Regions from separate parts of the Mus musculus genome. Here regions 1, 3, 4, 5 and 6 are each linked to region 2. The links are chromatin contacts, called in public Hi-C, HiChIP or PLAC-seq and Micro-C maps. All regions are on one chromosome and are shown on one strand. The core of a region is the stretch at or near the end of the contact, and the rest is flanking DNA. Distances in the headings are between cores, read along the strand shown. Region 1 holds the start of Trmt9b (tRNA methyltransferase 9B). Region 2 holds the start of Mfhas1 (malignant fibrous histiocytoma amplified sequence 1). Region 3 overlaps Gm38414 (predicted gene, 38414). Region 4 has its middle 6.0 kb from the start of Gm35520. Region 5 has its middle 63 kb from the start of Trmt9b. Region 6 holds the start of Tnks (tankyrase, TRF1-interacting ankyrin-related ADP-ribose polymerase).

The links. A called contact is a pair of places that touch in the nucleus more often than the background predicts. HiChIP or PLAC-seq counts read pairs in DNA pulled down with a chosen protein or histone mark.
Region 1: a Micro-C map of embryonic stem cells shows a contact between it and region 2, with 5 times the contacts expected there. The contact joins the promoter of Trmt9b here to the promoter of Mfhas1 in region 2. A contact is called at or near these places in 2 of 39 promoter capture datasets (liver and stem cell-derived epiblast-like cells), 1 of 484 Hi-C or Micro-C datasets (embryonic stem cells) and 1 of 115 datasets of contacts at active chromatin or transcription factors (astrocytes).
Region 3: a contact with region 2 is called in an H3K4me3 HiChIP or PLAC-seq map of bone marrow-derived macrophages, with 8 times the contacts expected there. The contact joins the enhancer-like site here to the promoter of Mfhas1 in region 2. A contact is called at or near these places in 4 of 39 promoter capture datasets (the 3T3-L1 cell line, embryonic stem cells, hippocampal neurons and 1 more), 2 of 484 Hi-C or Micro-C datasets (the HL-1 cell line and embryonic stem cells), 4 of 115 datasets of contacts at active chromatin or transcription factors (astrocytes, bone marrow-derived macrophages, craniofacial prominence and 1 more) and 2 of 9 other capture datasets (embryonic stem cells and liver).
Region 4: an H3K27ac HiChIP or PLAC-seq map of T-cell acute lymphoblastic leukemia shows a contact between it and region 2, with 4 times the contacts expected there. The contact joins the enhancer-like site here to the promoter of Mfhas1 in region 2. A contact is called at or near these places in 5 of 39 promoter capture datasets (the 3T3-L1 cell line, embryonic stem cells, hippocampal neurons and 2 more), 10 of 484 Hi-C or Micro-C datasets (CD4 T cells, the MNK3 cell line, cerebellar granule neurons and 6 more), 9 of 115 datasets of contacts at active chromatin or transcription factors (T-cell acute lymphoblastic leukemia, astrocytes, bone marrow-derived macrophages and 6 more) and 3 of 9 other capture datasets (adipose tissue, embryonic stem cells and liver).
Region 5: a contact with region 2 is called in a Hi-C map of cerebellum, with 2.0 times the contacts expected there. The contact joins the enhancer-like site here to the promoter of Mfhas1 in region 2. A contact is called at or near these places in 1 of 39 promoter capture datasets (cranial neural crest), 1 of 484 Hi-C or Micro-C datasets (cerebellum), 3 of 115 datasets of contacts at active chromatin or transcription factors (astrocytes, embryonic stem cells and forebrain) and 1 of 9 other capture datasets (embryonic stem cells).
Region 6: a Hi-C map of CD8 T cells shows a contact between it and region 2, with 2.1 times the contacts expected there. The contact joins the promoter of Tnks here to the promoter of Mfhas1 in region 2. A contact is called at or near these places in 1 of 39 promoter capture datasets (the 3T3-L1 cell line), 3 of 484 Hi-C or Micro-C datasets (CD4 T cells, CD8 T cells and double positive thymocytes), 2 of 115 datasets of contacts at active chromatin or transcription factors (astrocytes and large pre-B cells) and 1 of 9 other capture datasets (adipose tissue).

Annotation. Positions count from the first base shown.
Region 1 is chr8:36,456,723-36,459,422 of GRCm38.p6, reverse strand. Trmt9b (tRNA methyltransferase 9B) reads right to left here and starts at 1,337. Exons shown (of 5, transcript NM_176952.5): 1 at 1,040-1,337.
Region 2 is chr8:35,586,446-35,589,145 of GRCm38.p6, reverse strand. It overlaps Mfhas1 (malignant fibrous histiocytoma amplified sequence 1), which reads right to left and starts at 1,357. Exons shown (of 3, transcript NM_001081279.2): 1 at 1-1,357. The coding sequence starts at 773. Gm16793 (predicted gene, 16793) reads left to right here and starts at 126. Exons shown (of 3, transcript NR_040376.1): 1 at 126-308.
Region 3 is chr8:36,157,990-36,160,689 of GRCm38.p6, reverse strand. Gm38414 (predicted gene, 38414) reads right to left here. Exons shown (of 4, transcript NR_151736.1): 3 at 844-943; 4 at 1-759. Among named protein-coding and RNA genes, the nearest start is that of Gm38414, 3.3 kb to the right of the region's middle. Within about 2 kb of position 1,314, at least 91 of the 459 cell types and tissues checked have an H3K27ac peak or open chromatin away from gene starts, as enhancers often do. A contact at or near this core is called in astrocytes, bone marrow-derived macrophages and liver, where this site is marked.
Region 4 is chr8:36,181,149-36,183,848 of GRCm38.p6, reverse strand. No RefSeq gene overlaps it. Among named protein-coding and RNA genes, the nearest start is that of Gm35520, 6.0 kb to the left of the region's middle. Within about 2 kb of position 1,433, at least 59 of the 459 cell types and tissues checked have an H3K27ac peak or open chromatin away from gene starts, as enhancers often do. A contact at or near this core is called in the MNK3 cell line, T-cell acute lymphoblastic leukemia, memory CD8 T cells and 2 more, where this site is marked.
Region 5 is chr8:36,519,426-36,522,125 of GRCm38.p6, reverse strand. No RefSeq gene overlaps it. Among named protein-coding and RNA genes, the nearest start is that of Trmt9b, 63 kb to the right of the region's middle. Within about 2 kb of position 1,300, at least 7 of the 459 cell types and tissues checked have an H3K27ac peak or open chromatin away from gene starts, as enhancers often do. A contact at or near this core is called in cerebellum, where this site is marked.
Region 6 is chr8:34,964,384-34,967,083 of GRCm38.p6, reverse strand. It overlaps Tnks (tankyrase, TRF1-interacting ankyrin-related ADP-ribose polymerase), which reads left to right and starts at 1,394. Exons shown (of 27, transcript NM_175091.3): 1 at 1,394-2,070. The coding sequence starts at 1,419.

The sequences.
Region 1 (2,700 bases), core at 88-2,587, 870 kb before region 2:
TTAGAGCAACCAGATCTTTCTAGAGGCAGGCTTTCTTTCCAGTGAGGAACGGAGCCTATAGAGGGCCCTCTTTTCAGACGTGGCCATCAACAAAGCAGCAGTTCTTTGCAATGGTTTCCTTAGTGATTGGATGCTTTGCAACTTGTCACAGTCTCCTTTTAAATGCACCACACACAGCCAGCCAGTGGCTCCTGGACATTCCTCCCCAGAGATCTTTATCTCCAGAGACCCACCCCAAGTGTCCCTAGGTCACTGATGGATCACATCACCAGAGCTGTTTACACGGCTGTAGCAGGCTTCTTGATCTCTGAAAAATCCAACAACTTTCCCTTCACTAAATTTCAATACAAATTAATCACCCCCCCCCAGGAAGCAGAAAGAATAGATACCTTAACGGGCTATAGGAATAACAGTGCTTTTATCTGGGGGCTGGGGAGGGGGAGTGTTAAATGCCCTTTACTGGTGTATTAGGAATAACCTTAATTTCCAAGCTAGACGGATATAGTCTTTTCCTGCATGAAATTTCCTAGGTGCATTTTAAAGATTTCATGCACACCAACTAATACATAAAGAAAGGCCGGGCTCGGAGTTGTTTGCATCTTTGTCTCTTTTTATATGTTATTTCTGACAAAGAGCTCAAGTTAATTCTAACAGGCGCACACAGGAGGCACGTATCATTGTATAGATCCCACCATCCTGTTTTGACTTTCCTTCCAATAAACTGTATTTTCATTCTCAGCTTTGGAAACTTTCAGGCTGCTGAGTTATCTTAGTTCCCGCCTCCTGCTGGGTAGAAAACCATTTCCCAAGTCACGGCTTTTAAAGGGAAAGATACACGTGCGACCAGAAACAAAAATACAACTTCACCTTTATACTTCTGAGCTTGTCGCCTTGGACTCCGAGAGCCTATTTATCCTCCCTGCCATCTGAAAAACGTCCTGCAAGGCATGCTGCTCTGCTTTGGTCACATCTCAAGTTTGCAGGGTAAACAGGTTCTCCCACCATTAACAAGGATGGCCGAGAAAGACCAGGAACTCACCCAGGCTTGCAGATTCCCGGGCGCTCTGGCAGTCCTTGGGGTGCACAGCCGCTGCAACTCGGGCAGCGGAGATTCGGGTCACCATAGAGCGGTGCAGACGAAGGTCAGCACCAGGTTTTGGGCGGTCTTTGCCCGGGATCCGGGCGGGAGGCTCGGCCGAGCTCTAGCTCGGAGCTCTTCAGTAGCGCAGCCCGGGCTATCCAGGATGCAACTTCCACGGGTCGGCCTAGGAGCGTGAGAATGAAAGGGAGAGGACTAGAGAGAGGGACAGGGGGCGGGGAAGGGTTTTTGGGAGTACGCGCGGGACGGAAGCGCGCGCCCGGGCTAGAGCGCGGCTCCGTAGAGAAGTTGGAATGCAGCCGCGAGGCCGCGCGCATTCAGGCTCCGGTGGGGACCTCCTGCCGAGCTGCACCGCTTGGGCGCCAGAGTGACAGCTGCGACTTCCCACGACCCCCACCCAGCGGAGTCCCCACCGCCTGGGCCCGCCCTCACCTCTCCCCAGGCTACAACCGCAAGCCCGCGGCGCCTCCGAGTCGGCTCGGCGCGGCGCGGGCGCGCGGCGTAGCCCAAGCCGTGTGGCTGCTCTGTCTGTCCCCTGCGATCGCCGCGCCCGGACGCGCCAGAGGCTGGGCTCAGGATGACCTTCCTGTCTCCCACCTCCAGTGTCTGGTGGGGTGAAGGGTCCTAAGTGGGAGAGACGCCACTGGGCGGGTACACCTGGCGGGCCTTAAGCGCAGCTCAGTACCTGTGGTGACACCACGTGACCCTGAGCCCAACTCTTCCCCTTTGATCCTGACCGCAACCTACTGTAAAGGAAAAATCCCTACCGGGTATCTGGGCACGTGGGCTGACTCAGGATTGGAGGAATCAAGTCCAGCCTGTCACCGCACAGGCACGCTTGCTCAATCTTTTGAATGTTTTGCTAAAACGAGCGGGTCAAAAGCCGCGTATATCACAACAGTGCAGGGTGGGATATAGAAGCGATCACCCAAAATGGATATAGATCATTGTTTTTGCAATAATAGTGTTAATTGCTTTCAGTGTCTTAGCTGGTAACCTTCAACCCCTATTCGTAAACAACACAGTTACAGGCAGGGTTCTTTGTACTTTTTTTTTTTTTTTTTAAATACATGTTCCCCGGAGTCGGAGCCCAATACATTCAGTAATGCTTTGCTGGCTTTTGGATAAGACCCTGATGTTGTTGAGTTTCTGTCCTGTTATAAGTGTTGGTAAGGACTCATCTTAAGGTCTCACAAAGACAATGTGCATTTAAAACGCCACAAGGAGGACTGCTGGAGATTAGTTTAATTCAGGGATAGTGTTCTAGTACTCAGGCTACTGGGGTGGCCCAGGGAGAACTTCTGTTTGGATTTCTATTGCAATGTCACAAATAACAAAATAACCATCTCCTAGTCCTCTGTAGAAACCTCTGCAGGTGCTGAGGCACACATGTGGTTTCTGATCGATCAATAAAGATGTTAGCGGCCAGTGGCCAAAGGAGACGGGACAGAACCCTTAGGGTTGTTGCACAGGCTAGGAAGTAGGGGAGAGGTGACAGAGGAGCGCCAGGACCCAAGGAAAAAGGATGGGACGCAGGAGTGGCAGGTGATAAAGCCAACCACATAAACACACACAGACACACACACACACATGGAGTAATA
Region 2 (2,700 bases), core at 108-2,607:
AGCCCGTTGTTATCTAACATGAGGCTCTCCAAACTGGCCAGCTCGCAGAAGCCTCTGGGCAGCGTGCCAAGCTCGGCCCCGCTAAGCCAGAGGATCTTGAGGGCACGCAGGGCACTGATATCCTCAGGTAGGCCTCGCAGCCGGTTGCTGGAGACGTCGAGCTCCTCCAGGGCAGCCAGCTGCAGCAGCTGCTGGGGAAAGGCGGTGAGCTGGTTGTGGTCCACGTCAAGGGTCCGAAGGTGGTTGAGGCAGGAGAAGGAATCTGGCAGATGCGCCAGCCGGTTGAAGCTGACATCCAGCTCCTCCAGGTGGGCGAGGGCACCCAGCTGGGCAGGCAGGGCTGGCAACTGGTTGTGGCTCAGGTTGAGTTTGCGCAGCTCCCTCAGGGCGCTCACCACCTCGGCTCCCAGGATGGTCAACCGGTTGTGGCTGACGTCCAGTTCGGTAAGGTGGTGGCCTAGCTCCGCCACCGCAGGGGGCAGCCGGGCAAAACGGTTCCTGCGCAAGACCAAGACGCGAAGGCTGCCCAGAGCTGACCCCAGACCTTCAGGCACATCCTCGAGGCCGTTGTTCCCCAGGTTCAGCACCTCAATGTCCCCGATGTTGGCCGGCAGCACCAGCTGGGGGGCGTCGGGGGACTCCAGTGGGTCGCCTCCGGCCCCTGGGCAGCTGAGCGTGAGCTGGCGCAGGTTGCTCCGCAGCTTCCTGGCTCTCAGGGCGGCGTCCCGCCACAGCCTCACCGTCTTCAGGTTGCCACTGTCCTGGCCAGCCATGGCGGGGCCCCGCGCCGACAACCCTCACGCCGGTACCGGAGCCCGCAGCTGCATGCCGCGCTGGACTCCGGCGGGCGCCCAGCCCCCGGGCCCTCTAGCTCCCGCTGCTCCCGGGCCACCACCCCTGCGCGGCCGGCGGCCGTGGGTCCTAGCGCAGCCGGTGGCGGGCGGCAGCGACGCAGGCAGGTTTGAGGGGCTCCGGGCAAGCGGCTCGGAGCTGGGCTGCGGCCGCGCAGCGCGGCTCGCATTCTCCGTGCTCCTGGGCCATGGGCGCGCCGGGCAGCAGGGCCGCCGCCCGCCGCGCCGCGGAGGATGCCTGCTCCTCCTCCAGCTCCGCCCGCCTCGCCGAGCCTCGGTAGCCGACTCCAGCCCCGCTACCCTCGCAGCGGCGGTCCGGAGGCCGGCGGCGTCACCTCCGCGAGCTGCAGGAGGAGGGCGGCGCTCGGCTCCGCGGCGGGCATGCTGCGGGCGCAGGGCCGGGGAGCCGGAGGTGAAGGCGTCTCCTTGTCTCCGTTTCCCCGCGGCTCGGGCGGGAGCGCGAGCGCCGCGTCCCCGGCGCTTGGAGAGCGCGATCGGGAAGCTACAGCGCCGCCCGGTGGAGCGGCCCCCACGTGACCGGCGGAGGCGCCGCTTGTTCCCGGCACCGCCCCTGGGGCGGGAGTTGCAAGTAAGCGCAGGCTTTGGGGTTTGGGGGGTCCAGCTACAGTGGGGCCGGCGACGTGGACTTCGCCCTGCGCCAGGCGCACCAGATGCGGTCCTCAAAGCTGATGTGGGACTCCGGGGTCTCCGGGTTGGTTTCTCCTGCATCAGGTTCTTTGTTGGTCCTGGCCTCTAAGGATTTCTTATTCATCCCTAAGCATAGGATTTAGCTGGCTTTCTTGCTCATCCTTCCCATGCGCCATACATCCACACCTCTATAGAGCCGGCAGAATTTAAGGACCTGGGTGTCCAAGGAGCTTAGAACAAGAGGGTAGTTATAAAAGGCAGATGGGGGAAAAGCAAAGAACCTTTTAATCCATTTGATAAGTTAGTTATTGGGGACTATTTGTACTAGGTCAACCGAAGCCTAGTTTTCAGCTCCCCTGGTTTGAGCCAGCACATCTCAGGCCTGTTGTGGGTGGCTGGGGGTTGGAGGCCATGCAAGATGTCTTAAGTCTGTACTATCCCATTTAGCGCCACAGCCGAATGCAACATGCTACATCTTGAATCCGACATTCCCCGTATTCTGTGGATTCAAAGAAATGACCGTATTATCAGACACATTTTCGCTATTGCAGGGTTCAGTGTGGGCTTGTTTCCATTGAGAGGAAGTTGGTTTGAGATCATATCTATACTCAAGTAATCTCCGAATTTATCAAAGCCGTGAAACCTGTCAAGACCGCAGAGATCACCTCTACCACTCCTTTCCAGTTGCTTAATCACTTTATCTGAGGAACACCGACAGGCAACAACTGGTTGAAAAGGACAGTCACTTTCATCGAGGGTGTGGTCACTGATAGCTTGCCAAAGCTCCAGCAGTTGGCTCCATACCACGATAATAAGGGCAACACAAATTAGACTCAATTTGCAAGCAAACAAGCTATCCTTCCATTGTAACTGTCTTCAGAAAACTCTTCTCCATTTGTCATTAGATAATCGATCATTTTGTTTATCTGCTTAAGAGAGCTGAGTAGTGCCTGGGACCTGTCAGCTTTTAGGCATGCCCCTTATCACCCCGGCTATAAAGGAGGTGAGTTTGCCTGCAAGGAACAATCCTCTACTTGCAAAGTCCTGAAAGATCCCTATGGCTAGAGTGATTTTTTTCCTCAGTTCTAGAGTTTGAACCCAGGGTTTCCAGCATGTGAGGCAAGAGGCAAGGTGACTTCTGGGAGCAAAGTTCATACTGAGCAAGCTTGGGAAAAGCCTGTACAAGAGCCCCTGAAGCTAC
Region 3 (2,700 bases), core at 65-2,564, 570 kb before region 2:
TTTTCTTCAATGGAGTCTCACTAGATATATAAGGCACATTTAAGGGCACCCCCACCCCATGCTCAGGAGTAGATGGCGAACACACAAACACAAAACTTGATTTTTTATTTGTTGTTTGTTTGTTTGTTCGTTCCATATTGCTTTGTTAGGGCACCTTTTATCTTAGTTGTCTTTTTCTTGCATATTATATCTTCTGATTCCGTGTTTTTGTGGATTTTGTTTGTATGTGTGTGTTTCTTGTGTTCTGTCAATGTTTTTCTTTCCTTCCATATTTCTGTCTGTCTGTCCTTATTCTGGTTTGTTTTCTAGAGAAAAACAAAGGGAGGGAGAGAGAGATGGGGGAGAGTCAGATGGTTCGGGAGATGGGGGAGGGAAAACCATAATCAGATTACATGGTAGGAATTTTCAATTAAAGATAATAATAAAAGAAAATATGTCACATAAATGCATAGAAATCATAATCATTTTGCCAAATCCAGATACCCATAAACTGTGGGATGGGCAAATGTATTTTGCACTAAGAATACTGAGGTCATGTGGTACCCCACTGAAAGTGTCTGAGGGGTGTCAAAAGGGATTTCAGAAAACTTGCCAAGATTATTACAGCTCTTAATAACTAAACAAAGCCACAGTCTTTATCAACCAAAATAGCCACAACTGCTAAGGCCTCAGAGAACATCAGACAGTCATCTCATTGTGATGCGTGACTGGCAAGACGATCTCCAGGCAAGACATGACGACCTCCAGGGTTGGCATGTTCTACAAACATGAATGAAAATACATTTCCTTAGGAGTCTTCTGGATGCACGAAGTGGTTAAACAGTTAAGATTTGGATATTTTACCTCACGAGTGGTGTCTGTTGTTACTGTTGTTTGTAGTTCAATTCCTAGAACTGACCTAAAAGCTTGATTGTAGAGGCAGGTATCCATTATCCCATTCCTCCTATAACAAGAAGGGAGGTGCAGACAAGAGAATCATCTAGAAGCGTGTGAACTACCAGCTAGTCGGGTACTACCCTGCTCTGTGTCAGAAACAAGACCTTGCCGCAACAAAATGGGCAAGCAAGGGCTCTCCACAAATTGTCCTCTGATCTCCATGTGTGTACTCACCCTCTATCAAGATCTCAGAGTTTGCCAAGCACTGATGTTGCTAACTAGACTCCAGAGATGAGATTAAAGGCCTTCTCAGCCAGCAGGTTCTGCTCCGTTTTGGGAGTCTCCAGTTCTAGGTTCGTGCGTTTGTGCCTATGCACGCATGCTCTGGGGAAGCCGGCCTTCATTGTCTTTACTTCCTCTGACCTTTCTGGGGGATGGCAGCTGGGAAGAACTGGCAGCTGCAACCTTACCCTGCTTAGGCCTGCGAGAGAGTCCACCTCCGGATGCAGAGAAAATTGTCATTCTCAGCCAAAACAAACACTTTCCCATCTGGGAAGGCCACTGAGTGACAAGTGGCTTTTGATGTAGACATCACTGCCCCAGAGAGCTATTTATTTGGAAGCAAGAGGAGGAGGAGGAAGAAGCTTGAGTGCGGGGGAATTGAGCTATCATATCCGTACTTCTGGCAACAGGATCTTCAGGGCTCTGGGCTAAAGAGATTACTCTGGTCCCTTCAAAGTAGTTTCTGAAACCACTCTCTTCCTGTCATAGCTCTCACGTGGCTTTATGGGGGCCCCTGGAATGGTTTGTTTGGGTTTAGCTCGTTGTGACAGACAGGCCTGAAGACCAGAAATGGGAACGAAAGCAGTTAGTCTGAACTCCGCTGCCGACTGCAGTTTAAGGGCACGGGGAGTCCCAGGAAGCCAGAGAAAACCAAATTCCTTTTGTAAAAACGAACAGTGAGGGGCTCTGAAAGAAAGCACAAGTCACTGCCGAGAAATAAAAGTGTGTCTTTTAATGCAAATCCAAATCTGGGGAAACTCATACATGGGTTTTGTTTTCTTGAACTGGGAACGGTCATTTAAAATGACAATATTCCTTTAAAATGACAATATTTAAAGGTTTTGTCTCTGTCTGGTCCAGCATGTCTCTCAGCGTAAAGTTCTGCATTCTGAACTCACCCAGGTTTAGTGGCACCAGGATGGTTATATTTAGGAGAGTTGGGACAGTCTGAGCATAGCCAGGAGCATCCAGCAAGTTCAGCATAGTAATAACACTAAGATTTCCAGCGGAAAAAAATCTCATGGTGTAGATCACAAAGCAGACAGCTTAGACAGCACAAGGATATCTCTCTCTCTCTCTCTCTCTCTCTCTCTCTCTCTCCCCCCCCCCCTCTTTGTTCAGATAGCCTGTTTGGTGGGCAGCAAAATTGTGCATATCGTACATGCCGGGCAAAGAAACCACGTGGTCTCCCATCCTACTTGGAGTCGAACACAGAGAAGCCTGGGGGGGGGGGGGAGGGCAGAGCAGAGATGCTCAGGAAGCTGACTGTGGCATCGAGGCAGTTTGAATTCAGGCTTGCTGCCAAGGGTGTAAGGAAATATAGAAGCAGAGACTGATACAGGGGCTGGCAGGGCTGAGCTATCTCACCCAGCCCACAAGGCTATACAGGGTCTCAGAACAGGAAGAAGGTACAGTGGCAGAACAGGGGCTCCGGTGGAGGAGTCGGTCCAAGAGAGAACTTTGTTTCTTCAAGGTACCAGAGGGAAGGTCATCCGTGAAGTTAGTAGAATCATTAGAAAAACAAAACAAAACAAAACAAAA
Region 4 (2,700 bases), core at 184-2,683, 590 kb before region 2:
CTTCCCCATTTCCCCCTCCCTCTCCCCCTCTTCCCCTTTCCTCCCTCCTCCCCATATTTCTCTCTCTCTCCCTCCCTCCCTCCCTCTCCCCCTCTTCCTCATTTCCCCCTCCCTCTTCCCCTTTCCTCCTCTCCCCCCCCCCACTTTAAACATTTTTCCTAACAATGTTACAACTCAAAAGCTATTTTCTTTTCAAAACGTTCTACCTGGACCTGGTGCCACAGAACTGTCATCACACATCTTGAGATCAAGAGGCAGGAAGGATCACAAGGTCAAGGCCTGCCTGGGCTACAGAGTGAACTCATATCAAACAAGACTGCCTCAAAATAAAAGATTAACATGGGTTTGGAGGTATAGATCGGTGGTAGAATATTTACTTGGCATGTGTAATGCCCTAGCTTCAAACTCTGGTACAAAATCATTTAAGTGACCAAGGCTGTATTTTTAATTTGCAATTTAGCTTCCAGATATTTGAAGATGAAGAAGCTCTAAATATCACCTAACATGTACAGGTCTAAATGTTCTCGTTTAACAGAAGAAATTATCTGACCAGGACTGAAGTGGCATTCCACGCTCAATATAAGATAGTTAGCTGTCTTTAACTAGAACCAAGTTCTCCAGAGGTGTCCCTGAGGCTGCAGGACCTCACTCTTGTATGGAGGTGGGGCTAAGCTAGGGAAGCATCATGGGAAGGGCAGGCTTTGTCCATCAATCAAGATGTGCAGAGCCCTGGACTCAGAGGTTCCTCTCCTACTCCAATGTGCCAGGATTCCTTCAAGTATATCGAGACTGTTAGACTGATTTTTCTCTGTTCCCCATATTTCTCAGGGACAGGGATGTCTCCATGGTTCTCTGTGTTACCATCAGTATACTCCCAACAACTCTGTCTTCACAGAATACATATCCAGTCACTGAGTCTGTGTCTCTCTCTCTCTCTCTCCCTCTCTCTCTCTCTCTCTCCCCCTCTCTCTCTCTCTCTCCCTCTCTCTGTCTTTCTCTGTAGACCTGGCTGACCTCGAACTCCCGGTGTAGATCAAGCCCACAGAGGTCAGCCTGCCTTTCACTGTAAAGGCATGCAACACCACACTGGGCTCTCACTTGGCTCTTCCTTAAATCAATCCAGCCAGCACTCATAGCCTCCCCTTCGCTGCCATCCTCCCAAACCACTGTACTTTCCCTTTAAATGGATTAGGCATAACTCCAATATCTACCACCTCTCTGTACAACACGCTACCGCCATGGTTCTGCTGGATCTTCCGCTCAGTGGCCTATGTCTTCCTTCTTACCTGGGAGGGAAGTTGGATTTAGAGGCTGATCAATCTCCAAGTAACCTGGGAACGAGACCACCCAAAGGAACCTATCAGCTAAGAGCGTCAAATTTCAACCTGTGGTTTTCAAGTCACACATACAGCAAACATTCTATTTTTGATACCCTTGTGGTTAGAACATTTCGCAGAATCTCTTCTACTTTCCCCTAGTCCCACCACAACCATGAGTAGCACAGAGAGAGCCACGCCTTGCCTTTTCTTCCAGGCAAGATCTTTCTTCGTTCAAACTAAGCTTGTCACCGAGGAGGAACAGCGCTGTGACAGGTTCTCAGGTGGGATTCTCACCATGCTCAGGTTCTAGGCATATGAAAAAGTTTGGGTCTCGCCTATGTTAGATCTGGTTGGCTATCTGTATGCACAGAGAACATGTTGGTCTGCCCAAGAAAGTCTTTATACACCTCTGGGGTGTTTTGAATGAAAATGGCACCCCGAGGCTCACAGGAAGCACCACTGTTAGGAAGTCTGGCCTTATGGGAGGAAGTGTATCACTTCGGATGGGCTTTGAGGTTTCATTTGCTCAAGTCAGACCCAGTGTCTTAGTTAGGGTTTTACTGCTGTGAACAGACAGCATGACCAAGGCAACTCTTATACAGAACAACATTCAACTGGGGCTGGCTTACAGGTTCAGAGGTTCAGTCCATCATCATCGAGGCAGGAACATGGCAGCATCCAGTCAGGCATGGTGGAGGAGATCTTCATCTGAAGGCTACTAGCAGAATACTGACTTCCAGGCAGCTAGGATGAGGGTGTTAAAGCCCACACCCACAGTGGCATACCTACTCCAACAAGGCCATACCTACTTCAACAGGGCCACACCCTCTAAGTGCCTCTCCCCAGGTCAAGCATATACAAACCATCCCAGAGCCCCCAATGAAATGTTTTCCTTTATAAAAGCTGCCACTGTCATGGTGTCTCTTCATACCCATAGAAAGCCTAACTAAGACAGCCTTTTGTGGCTTTTCTATAGGCAAGTTGCCTCAGTTTTCTGCCCATCTCCTACTTGTTCTACAAGAGTCTTCTAAGATCCATTTTGCTTCCGTCAGATCTTTGTTGCATCCAGAAGCTGTTTCCTAGTAAAAATAGGCTAACCGTGTCCAGGCTACAGAAAGAGAAAGAATGAGAAGGAAGACCAAAGCAGTCAAGTAATCCTAACAAGATGCTCTAGGTCTCACAGGACATGGGTATGGGGTCCGCTGATGACTGTTTGTGGTAGTCACTGAAGTTTCTCTCAAGGTAAGGATATTTAATATGCACCTTGTCTTGGAAAGAATCTTCCATCCAGGTATACTTCATTGACACATGTTTAAGCACTTTGAAAGCCCCGTTAAAAATCCATTAAAATTACTATTGACGTTGGTGTTCTTAATATAAG
Region 5 (2,700 bases), core at 51-2,550, 930 kb before region 2:
TTTCAAATTTAAATTGTTAACCTTACGATATGAGTGTTTTGTCTACATGCACATATGTGCACCCCATAGGTGCCAGGTACCTGAAGAGGGTGTGGGATACTCTAGAACCAGAGTTACACACGATTATGAGCCACCATGTGGATGCTGATAATCAAACTAAGGTTCTCTGGAAGAGTAATTGGTGCTCTTAACCTTTGTACCAACTCTCCAGCCCCATATCTTGCTGGCTTTTAATTGGTCAAGACTGAGAACTAAATTTGACTCTCGTTAAGTCCTCAAAGGTTTCTAAAAAGCCCCTTGCCTATATAGAATGTTCATAAGTTGTTCAACAAACATGTAAAGAAGGGGAGTTTTTATTTTTATTTTTTATTTGGGCAGTTCTGCAACTTATTCCACATCCATCCATCCGGTTAGTTCTCATCCACATTGACCGTCTGGAGATTTTTGAATATGGTAACAGGCACATAAATTGAGCTTCTCTTGGTGATTATGTTTTCTGGACAAAGTTATTCAGATGTGATACAGGACATTTCTTATTCCCTTGGCCCAGATGGCTTTATTGAGCCTGGTGTCAATGCGCACATCTGTAGTCCCCATTTCCTTCAGGGTAAAATTTTGAATTTAGTGCTCGAGGAGCTCACTTCATTCTTTTAAAAAGTATTTATTTATTATATGTGACTACACTGTAGCTGTCTTCAGACACCGGAGAAGAGGGGGTCAGATCTCATTATGGGTGGTTGTGGATGGTGGCTGCTGGTATTTGAACTCAGGACCTTCCCTCACCAATGACAGAATGGCCCTTCTTCTTGACACCCTTCTTTGTGGGAGCCATTCTGGCCGGCCCAATCTGGAAAGGAAGGGCGCAAGGGATTGTGGGATGAAAAAATCTCGTAGCCATACAACTTCGGGGTCAGGAGGAGGCCAGAAATGAAGTTTTTAAGTCAGCCCGTTCATCAATAAGGAACTGAATTCTGTCCACTCTGCTTTATGTCTCTCTCTCTCTCTCTTTTAAGACTTATTTATTCATTATATGTAAGTACACTGTAGCTGACTTCAGACACTCCAGAAGAGGGAGTCAGATCTCGATACCGATGGTTGTGAGCCACCATGTGGTTGCTGGGATTTGAACTCTGGACCTTTGGAAGAGCAGTCAGGTGCTCTTACCCACTGAGCCATCTCACCAGCCCTGCTTTATGTCTCTTCCTTGATGCAGCTACGTTTGAGCCCTGTGATGGCTGTGACACAGCACCAGGGCTCTCCCTCAAGCTCCTCCCTCTGAGGTTGCAGATGTACGGGGCGGGGGTGGGGGGGGGGTGAGGGGAAGGACCATTCTCCACCACCTCTGCCAGCACGCTGCGCTGCTCTTGTGGAGGGCAAGTTGCTTGGATTCCCAGTTTTAGTGTCGGCTTTCACTGCCACTTGGACTTGCCGTGGAGCTCTGACATGTGACTACATTGCTTATGGTGAGAAACTCATCTGCATCTGGGGGTTCTGGCCTTAGGCAGCGCGCCCCTTGTGTGCATCGGGTTGGAGGCAGCTGTCTCACATGTGGCCCTGAGCCCAGGTGGCCCGGCGTGCCATTTACAGGCAGTGGTTCTACTCTCATGCTAAGTGAGCCTTGCTTTAAGACTGCTCTGTGCAGCTTCTCAACCAGCTGTCCCTGACCAGAGCCACCGTGACAGGAGGGGCCACCCCAGATCAGGCTCCTTCTTCTCCTGGGATAGCATGTAGGGGCCTGCTCATGCCCCAACAGGATCCCTGCTAGGAAGGCTGTTCAAGCCTTCCTCTCTGCTGATGAACCCTTTGAGGACTAGCATCTCAATGGAGTATAAGCCTGATTTCTCAAGAGTGGAGAGTGGAGAACCACGCTGGAAAGTTGAAGCTAAAAGTTTCCATTTGAACTCTCAAGAAAACCGAGAAACCTGCCATACGCCAGCAAATAGGCAGTCTTGAAGCTCAATTAGTAATTAATACTTCAAAAACGGAACACAAAAAGAAAGACTTGATGGCTTCTAAAGACCAGAGCGACTGGTATGTTTTGACCAGGAAGACTTCTGCTGGATTACAGAGCGCCTGAAGTCTCCAGTCCTGAGTTCCTATTTCACTTTTCTTTTTGTCTCTCCAGCTGACATGGAGGGCCAAGCAACACTCCGATGATAGCCGCCCTTCCTGAGAGCACAGGCGAGGGGCTGCCAAGCAGCGGGATGCTAAGGTACCATCTGCTACTGGATGCATCTCCCTGCAGCTCTGTGGGAGCCACCGTGGTGCCAGGTGCAGATCCCTTTCATCTTTCTCCAAAGAGAACCACCTGTCAACCTGCAGATGGAGCAGGTCAAAGGTCGAACAATATAAATACTCCTCGCCACAGTGTCGCTTTGGGTGGTCTACTTACGTCTTTATTAGTCTTAAAATATGTCTTTTAAAAAGTAGATAATATTCTTTCTATCAACCCATAAAAGATACTGTATCATTAGATGGTTAACCCCAGCTTCTGGACAACCGGAACAGAATTCAAGTACAAACTAATTCAGTTTTGATGAAGTGTAACAAGCATTGTGTGGCCAAACTAAACAGCACCTGCCCTGACACATTGGGGGGAGGGAGGGAGAATAGCCCAGTTCTGTCTATTATTAAAGAGTACACAAACACATAAAGAATCAACTATGTATCACAAGCATACAAATTACACTATTTTTAATA
Region 6 (2,700 bases), core at 145-2,644, 620 kb after region 2:
TAACATTTTAGAGACTTGCTTTACCTGTTGTCTCTGCGCTAGCAAAGCAGAAGAAAGAAGTCAGTCATTCCAGAGTACGGCCACGTCTCTCATGTCATGTGGTCTGCTCAGTCTCCGAGATTCTCGTCTGGTGCTCCCCCTCCCCCACCCCGCTCCCCCATTGCTCATTCCTGTCCCTTCTTATTCTCTGTCTAGTTAGGTTTGCATACTCCCAATGCCAGTGAGTCTTGCATGCCTCTCAGAGCATCCTTAGTCAGATTTAACTCTGAAGAGACAAACCAAGCGGTGTGTCCTCCTGACCCACTAGCATAGTTGCGGCCATTTTGTTCCATGCTTGCCAGCTATTTCATATTGTTGCTGTAATATGCCTACCAGCCTTTGACATAGAAAAATAGTTTGACTCAGAGAAGGGTCATGCTGGTCACATCCCCTGTTATGTTCTGTATGTCCTGAGGTTTGTTAATCTTAAGGAATTCCACAAAGCTTTACATAGGGCCCATCAAATTAAAGGTCATTATGAACTGTTATGTCAAAAATGGCTTAAATCAGACCTGATCACCTGGCAGAACTTCCTGCACCTGAGAAAGATCTCATTGTCGTTTGTGTGTGTGTGTTTTCCTTTATAAGCTGACAGAAAAAGATAATGTAGTTCAGATAATTCTGAGCTATGTCCATGATCTAATCAGTATTAGGGTATAAATTCAATAATCCGACTCTCAGACCCCAACACTGAGCTATTGACAGTGTGTATGTGCATGGATTCCTTTCTCCGGTATTAAGTACAAATGCTCTTAGAGAATAAAGTTCCCTTATCCTTCCCTCCTGTCCCGTGTCAGAATGAGACGTAAGAGACAGTACAAAGAGACAGTAAGGTGGAGAGATATCTAACACTGCATTTAAAAATATTCCCAATGTGCTAATTATAATTATTCTTCAGAGCGTTTGTATGCATTAGCTCACTTCATTCCTGCAAACAACTTTGTGAGGTGGGTACTATTAATTCCATTTTCGGACGAGGACGTTTGGTAGATGTTTGCATAAGTTACACTTTAATAGCTTCTTCTGAAGGGAGACACCGCAGACTGACGGGTACCCGAGGGAAGACTGAAGCCGACCGAAGCAATCCCGCAGAAAGTGAAGGAAGGCAGAAGTTTCTCAGACAGGTAGTGGCTCACCACAACTTTCAAATCTGCCCAGCCAGCCCGCCAGGGCGTCACAAAAGCCCGTCGCTCCACTACTAAGCCACGCCCCCAGGCTGGTTGTTCTCTGAGCTTCCAATACTTCCCTTCTTCTCTCGGACTCCACCCACTTCGGCAGGAATCATTTCCGGGTATGTTGGATCCCGATTGGTCCAGAATCCGGAAGTGAGGGCGGGCGGTGGCGCCGTTGCCGCAGTGACAGTACGGGGGAGTGGGAAGATGGCGGCGTCGCGTCGCTCTCAGCATCATCACCACCATCATCAGCAACAGCTCCAGCCCGCCCCAGGGGCTTCGGCTCCGCCACCGCCACCTCCCCCGCCGCTCAGCCCGGGCTTGGCCCCGGGACCCACCCCTGCCTCGCCTACGGCCGGCGGCCTGGCGCCCTTCGCCTCCCCGCGGCACGGCCTGGCGCTGCCGGAGGGGGATGGCAGCCGGGACCCGCCCGACAGGCCGCGATCTCCCGACCCGGTGGACGGCGCCGTCTGCACCGTGGCTGCTCCGGCCGCGGTCCCGGCAGCTTCCGCCGCCGTCGGGGTCGCTCCCACCCCAGCCGGCGGCGGCGGCGGCGGCGGGAACAACTCCGCGTCGTCCGCTTCTTCCCCGACTTCGTCTTCGTCTTCCTCCCCGTCCTCCCCTGGCTCGAGCTTAGCGGAGAGTCCCGAGGCGGCCGGAGTTGGCTCCACGGCAACTTTGGGAGCCGGGGCGGCGGGCCTCGGCCCGGGGGTCCCAGCCGTGAGTGGGGCCCTGCGGGAGCTGCTCGAGGCCTGTCGGAATGGGGACGTGTCCCGGGTGAAGAGGTTGGTGGACGCCGCGAACGTGAATGCCAAGGACATGGCCGGCCGAAAGTCTTCTCCCCTGCACTTCGCAGCAGGTCTGTCTGGGACTTGAGAATTGTGGTTTACGGGGTTCGGAGCGGAGGGTGGGTGATTGGACCCAGGACAAAGAAGTTACAGGTTGTTAGCAGGACTTCACCCCGAGAGCTGAAGTTTTTAGTGCATGGGTGGTGGGGACTTGGAAGCGGGGACGAGGTGTGAATTCACCCCTCAGTGTTTGCAACCGTGGTACTTCAACTTATGCAAACTCTGTGTAGCGGTCAACCCTGGATGTGGGCATGCTTAAAACTTTTTCAGTTCAGAGTGTGCCTGCCTGGGACAAGTTGCATTTGAGTCGCTTTAGGGACAGCTTTGTCGTTCGTGAGACAGTTTTGTTTTTGTTTTTGTTTTCGGCACGGTTTTGTCCCCGGAGGACAGACAGTCCCGGGCCAAAAGAAGTGTACGGTAACTCAACAAGTGTTTTAAGAATCTCTCATATTCTTAAGATACACAACGCAAGACAATGGGGTTTGTGAAACGTCACGTTTTCTATGAAGTCGACTGTCTGTTTGGAGAGACTACAGCGGGCCAGTCGGAGACAGTAGTGATAAGGGTATTGTGTGCCTTATGATAAGGGGCAGAGAGAGACAGAGAGCGAGAGAGAGAGCGAGAGCGAGGGCGCAGCTTTG